Linked DNA regions of Mus musculus: region 2 is linked to region 1. A link is a contact called in public HiChIP or PLAC-seq data. All regions are on one chromosome and are shown on one strand. The core of a region is the stretch at or near the end of the contact, and the rest is flanking DNA. Distances in the headings are between cores, read along the strand shown.

Region 1 (4,029 bases), core at 551-3,050:
CGTCCAGTCAGATGACATGAGTTTGAGCCCTGGGACCCCCTATTAATAGTGGAAAGACAGCCCACACCTTCAAGGTGTCCTGTGACCTCCACAGAACACATCGTGGTACACACACACCAAAATAAATAAAAGTAACAGCAAAACTCTAACACGCAACGGTAGGCACATGTACTCGTCTCTGTCTGCTGCCAGATATCTCTGTCTCCCTACTTCCATCCTGGCTAAGGCAGGAGAGGAAATACATGTCAATAAAGTCACAATTACGTAAGTTCTTTTAACAACAACAAAAACAACCCTTACAAAAGCACGCCTAGGAGCCGCACTACAAATCGTTATTTTTTCCCAAGCCTTTCTCCCATGCTCCAGGCGTAACTCAGATGCCATTTCAATTCTGCTAGACTAAATTCAGCTAATTCAACTAGACTATAAGGAAGGTTAAATTAGGATGTTAGGAAAACACAGTTCTTTAGTTAAAGCCGATAAACCTACACATACAACTATGTCTAAACAGTCTGCTAAAAGCAGTTTTCATTCCGAGGCTAAACTCTCTCAACAGACCCTAAGAAACTCTTCTAACAGGCAGAAGGCTCTCTGTGAGCTTGAGGCCAACCTGGTCTACATAGTGGATTCCAAAACAGCCCAGGCTACATAAAGTCCCTGTCTGGAAAGGAAAAACAAAACAAAACAAACAAACAAACAAACAAACAAAAAAACCTCCTCTAATACACACATACGCATACACACGCGCGCGCACACCACACACACACACACACACACTTGGGGGAGGCATACTCGCTCACTAAAAAAGTGACACTTAATGGATATTTAGGGGGAGACCTTTCCAGTTCCAACACTTCACTCTAAAACACCCCGATAAAAAGTGAAGGGACTGCCTTAATGCACAAAAGACGGCAAAAGCTGGGTATCCCTAACTATCAGAGACTTCCTTTTGATGGCTGGCCAGGCCTTCCTTCAAGGGCTGATTTTCAGAATGCACAGAGTTCCAAGCGGAGGGCAGAGTCGGACTCCCCAAACAACGGGCTAAACAGGTAAACGGAACCACCGCCGACGGACCCCAAAGCCAAGTTCTCCTCTCGCTTCAGGGTCTGCAGAGTAGGCAAGTGGCCTGGAACGGCAGCATCAGGTCACACTCAAGGAACCCAAGGCAAACCCCGATGCTTGGGATCCGGTCGGCCCGAAGGTGTGCAGGATGCCACACAACTCAGGGCGCCCGGCTCACCTTGCCCCCCACTCGCTAACCAGAAAGCAAGCGCACGGCGGCGGCGTGGCCTGTGGGCCACCCACAGCAGGCTAAGGAGCGGCCACCCGTGTCCCGAGCGCCGACTCCGAGGCTCCGGAGCTCCGCGGCCTAGAGTGACACGCGCAGGGAGGCTGCAGAGAGGGAGAGAGAGAGAGAGAGCGCGGGCGGCGCAGCGGCAGCACCGCGGGCTCACGAGGCCCCGGGAGCCGCGCCACTCACCAAGCAGCCGGCGCACCTCGTCCTCGCTCAGGTAGAGGCTCACGCTGGGTCCCGCAGGAGCGGCGGCCAGGGCCGGGGACCGCGGGGCGGCGGCGGGCAGCATCGCCAGCAGCAGCAGCAGCAGCGGCGGCGGCGGGGCCCTCAGGCCGCCGCTCCCCGGGACGCCGCCCCGGCCCGCGCGCATGGCCGCCGCCGAGCAGGAGCGTCCGCCGCCCGCCGCGCCGCCGCGCACCCCGGCCCCGAGCGCCTCACAGCCCCGAGCCGGGGGCGGCCGGCCAGCTCATCGCGCCGCCGCTTCAGACCCGCCGCCCGGGAACGGGAGGGGGTGGGGGGGCGAGCTGCGGGCGGAGACGCGCGCGTGCGCGTGCCCGCCGTGCGCGAGGGCGCGCACGCATGTGCCGCCCGACCGAGAGCGCCTGGTTCTGGGGCGCGCGTGCACGGGAGAGCGTCTCAGACCTGAGGTCGGGGTGGGGGCCGCGCGTAGGGGTTGGTATAAATAACATTACGTTGTTTGCCAGGCTGAAACGCGCGAGGAATAAAGGAAATGAGTTAAAGAGACACAAACTAATCAAAAACAATAATGAAGTGCCCTGGCCAGGCGAAGGGCTCTAGGCTAATATAGCCAGTCCCCAGCCCAAGTCGTTGAGGCCTAGAGTCGGTTGGTCTCTTTATTCTTCCCCAGGTGCGCCCTGAGTCTTGGATGCTGTCTCAAAAGAAAAGAATGCTGTTTTATTTAGTGAGAAGGGACGGGTACGTAGAAATCTTCCCTTATCCCACCATCAGAGGTCAGCCTCTAGTTAGCATGTCTGTTCCCTAAAATTCACATGCCACACACTTTCCAGAAAGCAAAAACAAAAACAAAAAAAACTCATAAAACCTTAGTAAACTTTTTATTTTGTATTTTGGTTTACAGTTTGTTTGTTTGTTTGTTTGTTTTGAGACAGGGTCTCACTATGTAGCCCTGGCCCGCATGGAACTTGCTATGTAGACCAAGCTGGCCTTGAACTCACAGAGATCTGCCTGCCTCTGCTTCCCAAGTGCCAGGATTAAAGGCCTGTGCCACCCATGCCCAGCAAGCTTATTTTTACATGTGACGAACTTTTATTATCCTAGTTCTCCTTTACTGTAAATCAACCTGTATCTGGGCTTTTAACCTGTGGTCCATGCCAGCCCCCCCCTCCAAAACATGGAATGTATGTGAGTGTGTGCTTATGGCTGTACATGGCTGTCTGTGTGCATGGGTGCTTTCACATACTGGAGAGTGGTTTTTACATTTCATCCCTTGCTCTAGGAAGCCCTTGTCTCCCTAAACCGGTTAAGGATCTCTGATACATCCCAGAGACTCTGATGAAGAATTTGGGGAAGCCCCAGTCAAGCTTACTCCACAAGCCATCACTCAGGCTGGCTCCCAAGCATCCCTTCTCACTTCCTCCAGAACAGGGTCATCCCATCCCTGTGACCCGTTCACTGACCTTATGCCTCCCTCCTTGCCTGTGGAGAGCAGCTGCTTTCTGCCCGGCCTAGCTTCAAGCTCCCAGTTGCCCATCCACACGCAGGCCCTGAGAGATATTACCTGTATCCCCTGCCAGGGCAGGGAGAGAGACCGAAGAGGAGGATAGTTGGATCTTGATATTTTTCCCCCCTCTCTCCTGTAGTGAGAGGGATGGATTCCATTTGGAGACAAGCTGGCCTCAATTTGTCAAGCTTCAGTTCCCCAGCACAGAATACAGTGCCCTGCAGGAAGAGACCAGGAAGTGGGCATGAACTGAACAAAAGCATGCCATCAGTGAATGATGAAAAACACAAGTCACCTGTGGCCACAGCTACCTCGTAGGGAACCAGGGCCCTGCCAGGAAGGACTCTAGGAACCTATGCTGTGAACAGGGCTCTCTACTCAAGAAAACAAAGGGGGTGGGGGCGGAGCCGTCTTGAAAGCAAAGGTTTGCTGTCTACATTTTTTGCAGCAAGCTAATAATCTCCAAGAATGGAAGCTGAGTCTTCTAGAGGCTGGTTTACTTCCATATCTTTAGCCAGTGACATCTTGAGATACTATGATACAATATATCCCAAAGGTGTCAGTCAAGCGGGACTAAGCACTGGTATTTATCAATGGTGTGGCCTTGGGAAAATTAAACTCTCCTAGCCTCGGTTAAGCACCAGCGGTAAGGCCTGACTTGCAGGGCTTTTACAAGGATTTAATTGGAGAAGCTATAAATAAAACACCTGGGCGGACACTGGGTGACTGCTACAATTGTTATGATTACTGTTGACATAATGAACCCTTCCTTCTAATGGCCACTTCTGTGTAGTTTCATCACCAAACAGTTCAAATGAGGTATCCTCCAAAAGTCCCTTCACTAACCCCCCCTGCATAACCCAGAGCCTGTACCCAACATGAATTTTTGCTGTATGAAGCACACTAGGGTGCAGGAATGCCAAAGAGCTTCCTTCAGTACTTACAAGGATGTGAGCTTTCATCCGTGCTATGGGGGAAAACTTAAGGGTCTCTGCGTGTGACTCCCAAACCAGCTGCTTCACCGGGGAATTAT
Region 2 (3,781 bases), core at 772-3,271, 240 kb before region 1:
AGGGATTGTTACTCAAACATTGAGAACCTTGTAAGGTAGGGTCTCATATTGCTTAGGCTGGCTTGTAACTTACTATCTAGGCAAAGAAGACCTTGAACTCTTGGTTCTCCTACTTCCAAGCACTAGATTTATAGATGACACCACCACGCCCAGCAGAGGAGCTTCTGTTTACGAAGCGATTGACCTTGTAATTGCTCACACTCACACTTGGAGGTGGGTATCACTATCTTCCTTTCATAGTCAAGGAAACTGGGAGTCATGAGGTCAGGCAACACCCAAGACACTCAAGTAGAGACTTTTAATCTGATAGGGAGTTTTCAACCTTTGTGTTTCTCCTTCTCTGCTTTCCAAGTAAGCTGATGGGGCTGGATGGGAGGTCAGAGAGGCAGGCAGGAGGTGGTTAGATGAACTTGGGTGAGATTTCTTTTCTTTTTTCTTTTTCTTTTCTTACATTTTCCTTCTTGGTAGAATGAGAAGAGGGAACGCTCTCTATTAAAAACCAGACACTTCTCTTGACCCCACCCTGGTTCCTGGTCCCTTGTCCCTCCACTCTGAGCACTGAGTCCCCAGTCTCCTGCAAATTTCACGTTTTCAGCCCTTTCTCACAGTGTTCGCTTTGCTTCTGGAACTTTCCTCAGTTTCTGACTTGCTGATTTCTCCTCTTTTAATATTGAAGAACAAGTGAATCTTTACCCACAGCCTGTCTTGAACCTGCGGCTCAACCTTTCGACAGTTCCACCATCCCGGGCTATGATTTAACTTCCCACAAATAAAGATGGGGGTGCCAACAGGGCCTATGTTTCATGGATACTAGGAGCCTGGGCCAGGCTTCCCTACCAGGAGCTCCTCCTGGGACAGGGAACTCCTGCCATCAGTGTACCTATTGTCTTCTCACCATTAGACACTTGTAGGTTGCTGTTAAGACTCCCCAGTTAAGGGAGGAGAGACTCTGAGTAGGAGACAGGATGTACTGTCAAAGAGAGGGTGTGGAAGCAGCAGCCAGAGGCTCAGAGATTTCACTCACCGTAGGACCATCATGTAGAGGGGGTTGTGGGAGACGCAGGCAATGAGTGCCACAAAGGAGATGAGGAAGATGGACGGGAGCAGCAGCTGTGCACAGGATGTAGGGCAGGAGCCTGTCTTGGCCGATGCGGATCCTCCAGTCACACAGCTACAGTTCAAATAGATCTTGAAGAACAGGAGGGGCCACGTCATGATTTAACCTCTGTATGTTTCACATATCCACACTGCCTCCCTCTAATATGAACGAATCCCTCTGCCCTCCCTTCAGCCCTCCAGGGATGGAGGAAAAGCTAGGATTCAAAGACTGAAGAGGTCAGATGAGGGTTTTAGAGTGCCCCATGGGGTCCTGGCTCTTTCACTTTGGGGACATTAGAAATGGTCTTCACGGTCTGGAGAGATGGCTCGGCGGTTAAGAGCACTGACTGCTCTTCCAGAGGTTCTGAGTTCAATTCCCAGCAACCATATGGTGGCTCACAACCATCTGTAATGAGACCTGATGCCCTCTTCTGGTGTGTCTGAAGAGAGTGACAGTGCACTCACATGCATAAAATAAATAAACAAATCTTTAAAATAAAAAAAAGAAAGAAATGGTCTTCACCAAGAGTCCAGCATGGGATGAACTCCTGCAGTCTTCCAACATCTGAATGCCCAAGATCCCATCACCAGGCAAAGCACCCTCATCAGCTCAGCGCCTGGAACCTGGGAGCTCTCCTCCCGGTCCAGCCCGCTCTAGTGGTTGCGCAAGTTGTTATGGGAGAAGGTATGTTCCGGGAGTAGAGGAAACAATAACAGAGTCTCTTGAATGCTCTGTAGCACTCCCCACTGAAGAGGTGTACTTTGACCTAAGAAGAGCCCCCAGAGGAGGACCCTGCCTCATCATAATTCTATGTGGCTCAACACTGCTGTTCGACTCATTTGGCGGCCACCGTTCATCTGGTCATCTTTGCCTTCCCTCCTTGCAGTGGCTGATGGCCCAGCCTATGATGACGTTGGTGTCAGAGCTGTTATGGGGCTGAGCCAACTAATGAGCTAGAGGAGGCCTCCCTCTGTCAGTCAGTGGGACTGTGGCCCTCAAGCTCAGAAGTTCCTAACACACGATATTGCCGTAACCTCCCGCAATCTGGATCTTAAAATACTAAGACTTTATCCCCCTTATAATTTATTATTTTTTCCCTTGCTATCATGGTAATGGATTTTGTCTTGATGTACTTGTGCTGTTATTGGAAGCTTGTCAAGATTATTTCTGGAAGTAGATGAGTCAGCGGAGAGTAAATAAAGATAAGAAAACCACAGAAGCCACCACTCTTCCAGTTAAGAGGCAAACTAAGGGGCCATCTTGTCTTAGCTCCTCACCCTTCTCTACCTGAGAGCCAAGGGCCTTTGCCCATAGTGACAGACAGGGGAAGCTTTTTTCTGTGACCTCGCAAGAGGTGGTAAGTGGGGGCTAGCCTGGCCCATGGCCAACACACATGGCCGACACACAGGTGCATTCTTCCTATGGGGGCATCCTATAGTAATGACATAGACGTTCCATTGTTCTCATCAGAGGGAGTTAAGAGGGGAAATAATCTCCCTCCTAAGTCTGGCTTGCCTGGCCCTGCCCAGCTCTGGACCTGTTGATCCCTTGTCCCGATAGCTGTGACACTTGTCGCTTAGCGCCGACCAGGCCTTTCCTCAGCTTCTCTGGTGCACTGGCACCTGTGCTTCCCTCGAGTGCAATGGGCTTCCAGGTTTCCATAGGATTCTTCTGGTCTTTGCTCAAGGGTAAGTCACCTCAGGAAGTCCCTCAGCATTTATCGTGTGCATTTATCGGACTGGATGTAAACTGTGAGACCAGGGCTTTTGGTTGACATGGTGGCTGCACACATGGATTTCTGACTAAGAGACAAACCTGGAGGAGGCATTTGCTGTTTCCTGATCCCAGAAGGCCTGGGGTCACTGTCCTCACATATTGTCAGACAAGTCCCCATAGGTCTAGGTCTAAGAAGGAGACACATGGCCTTGAAGACCAGGTGAAGAGAGATTTTGTTTCTAATCCTAGATTTGAACTTAATTTCATGGCTTCAGGCCAACTCTGTGGCACTCCTGGGAGAGGAGGGCTTGAAACGACTGCTGCTCCCAGCACTGGCCTCTAAGGTCCAAGTCACAGGGGACCCTCTGCTCTCAGGCCATGTGACTCTGTAATATGGCCTGAACCCAGAACCCAGAACCCAGAAGTTCCCCCCTGCCACAGGGAGCCATTAGTATCAGTCACAAGTTTCCGCTGAGAGCGACTGCTCGGACTTGTTTCTGTTGTTTTGCCAAGTTCCCAAGAATGAACTCGTTGGTCTCCAGCCAATCTTTAACTGACTTTGGGCTGTGGGCATCTGGTCATGACCCCGGGGCAGAGAAGGATGAGAGATGGTGGAGGGGGCTAAGACGCTGATACTGACGGCCAAGGAACGGTTTTTGAGGTGACACACTGAGCCCCAAAGCTCCATGTGGTTCTGTCGACCCCTGTGACCCCCTTCGTCGTTGTCCTTACTGGTTGCTTAGAAGCTGCTGAGCTCACGTTGAGGCTGCTGCAGCCAGCATGGCAGGGGGAGAGGTACTCGACTCCATTGTCTCCGCAGACAGGGTGGAAGACGGAATCTGGGCACAGGCAGTCCCTGCGGCAGGCGGGAGGCTGCGGATGTATAGAACTTGGTGTGCTGCCAGGCGAGACAGGAAGAGAAGAGAATCAAACAAAGCAAGACCAAGAAACAGCACCACACTCCAG

What was found. HiChIP or PLAC-seq counts read pairs in DNA pulled down with a chosen protein or histone mark.
Region 2: an HNF4G HiChIP or PLAC-seq map of pancreatic cancer cells shows a contact between it and region 1. The contact joins the enhancer-like site here to the promoter of Ryk in region 1. A contact is called at or near these places in 3 of 115 datasets of contacts at active chromatin or transcription factors (embryonic stem cells, extraembryonic endoderm stem cells and pancreatic cancer cells) and 1 of 9 other capture datasets (embryonic stem cells).

What each region holds. Positions count from the first base shown.
Region 1 is chr9:102,832,691-102,836,719 of GRCm38.p6, reverse strand. It overlaps Ryk (receptor-like tyrosine kinase), which reads right to left and starts at 1,800. Exons shown (of 15, transcript NM_013649.3): 1 at 1,481-1,800. The coding sequence starts at 1,664.
Region 2 is chr9:103,076,856-103,080,636 of GRCm38.p6, reverse strand. It overlaps Slco2a1 (solute carrier organic anion transporter family, member 2a1), which reads right to left. Exons shown (of 14, transcript NM_033314.4): 10 at 3,548-3,713; 11 at 1,025-1,188. Among named protein-coding and RNA genes, the nearest start is that of Rab6b, 33 kb to the left of the region's middle. Within about 2 kb of position 2,021, at least 35 of the 459 cell types and tissues checked have an H3K27ac peak or open chromatin away from gene starts, as enhancers often do. A contact at or near this core is called in pancreatic cancer cells, where this site is marked.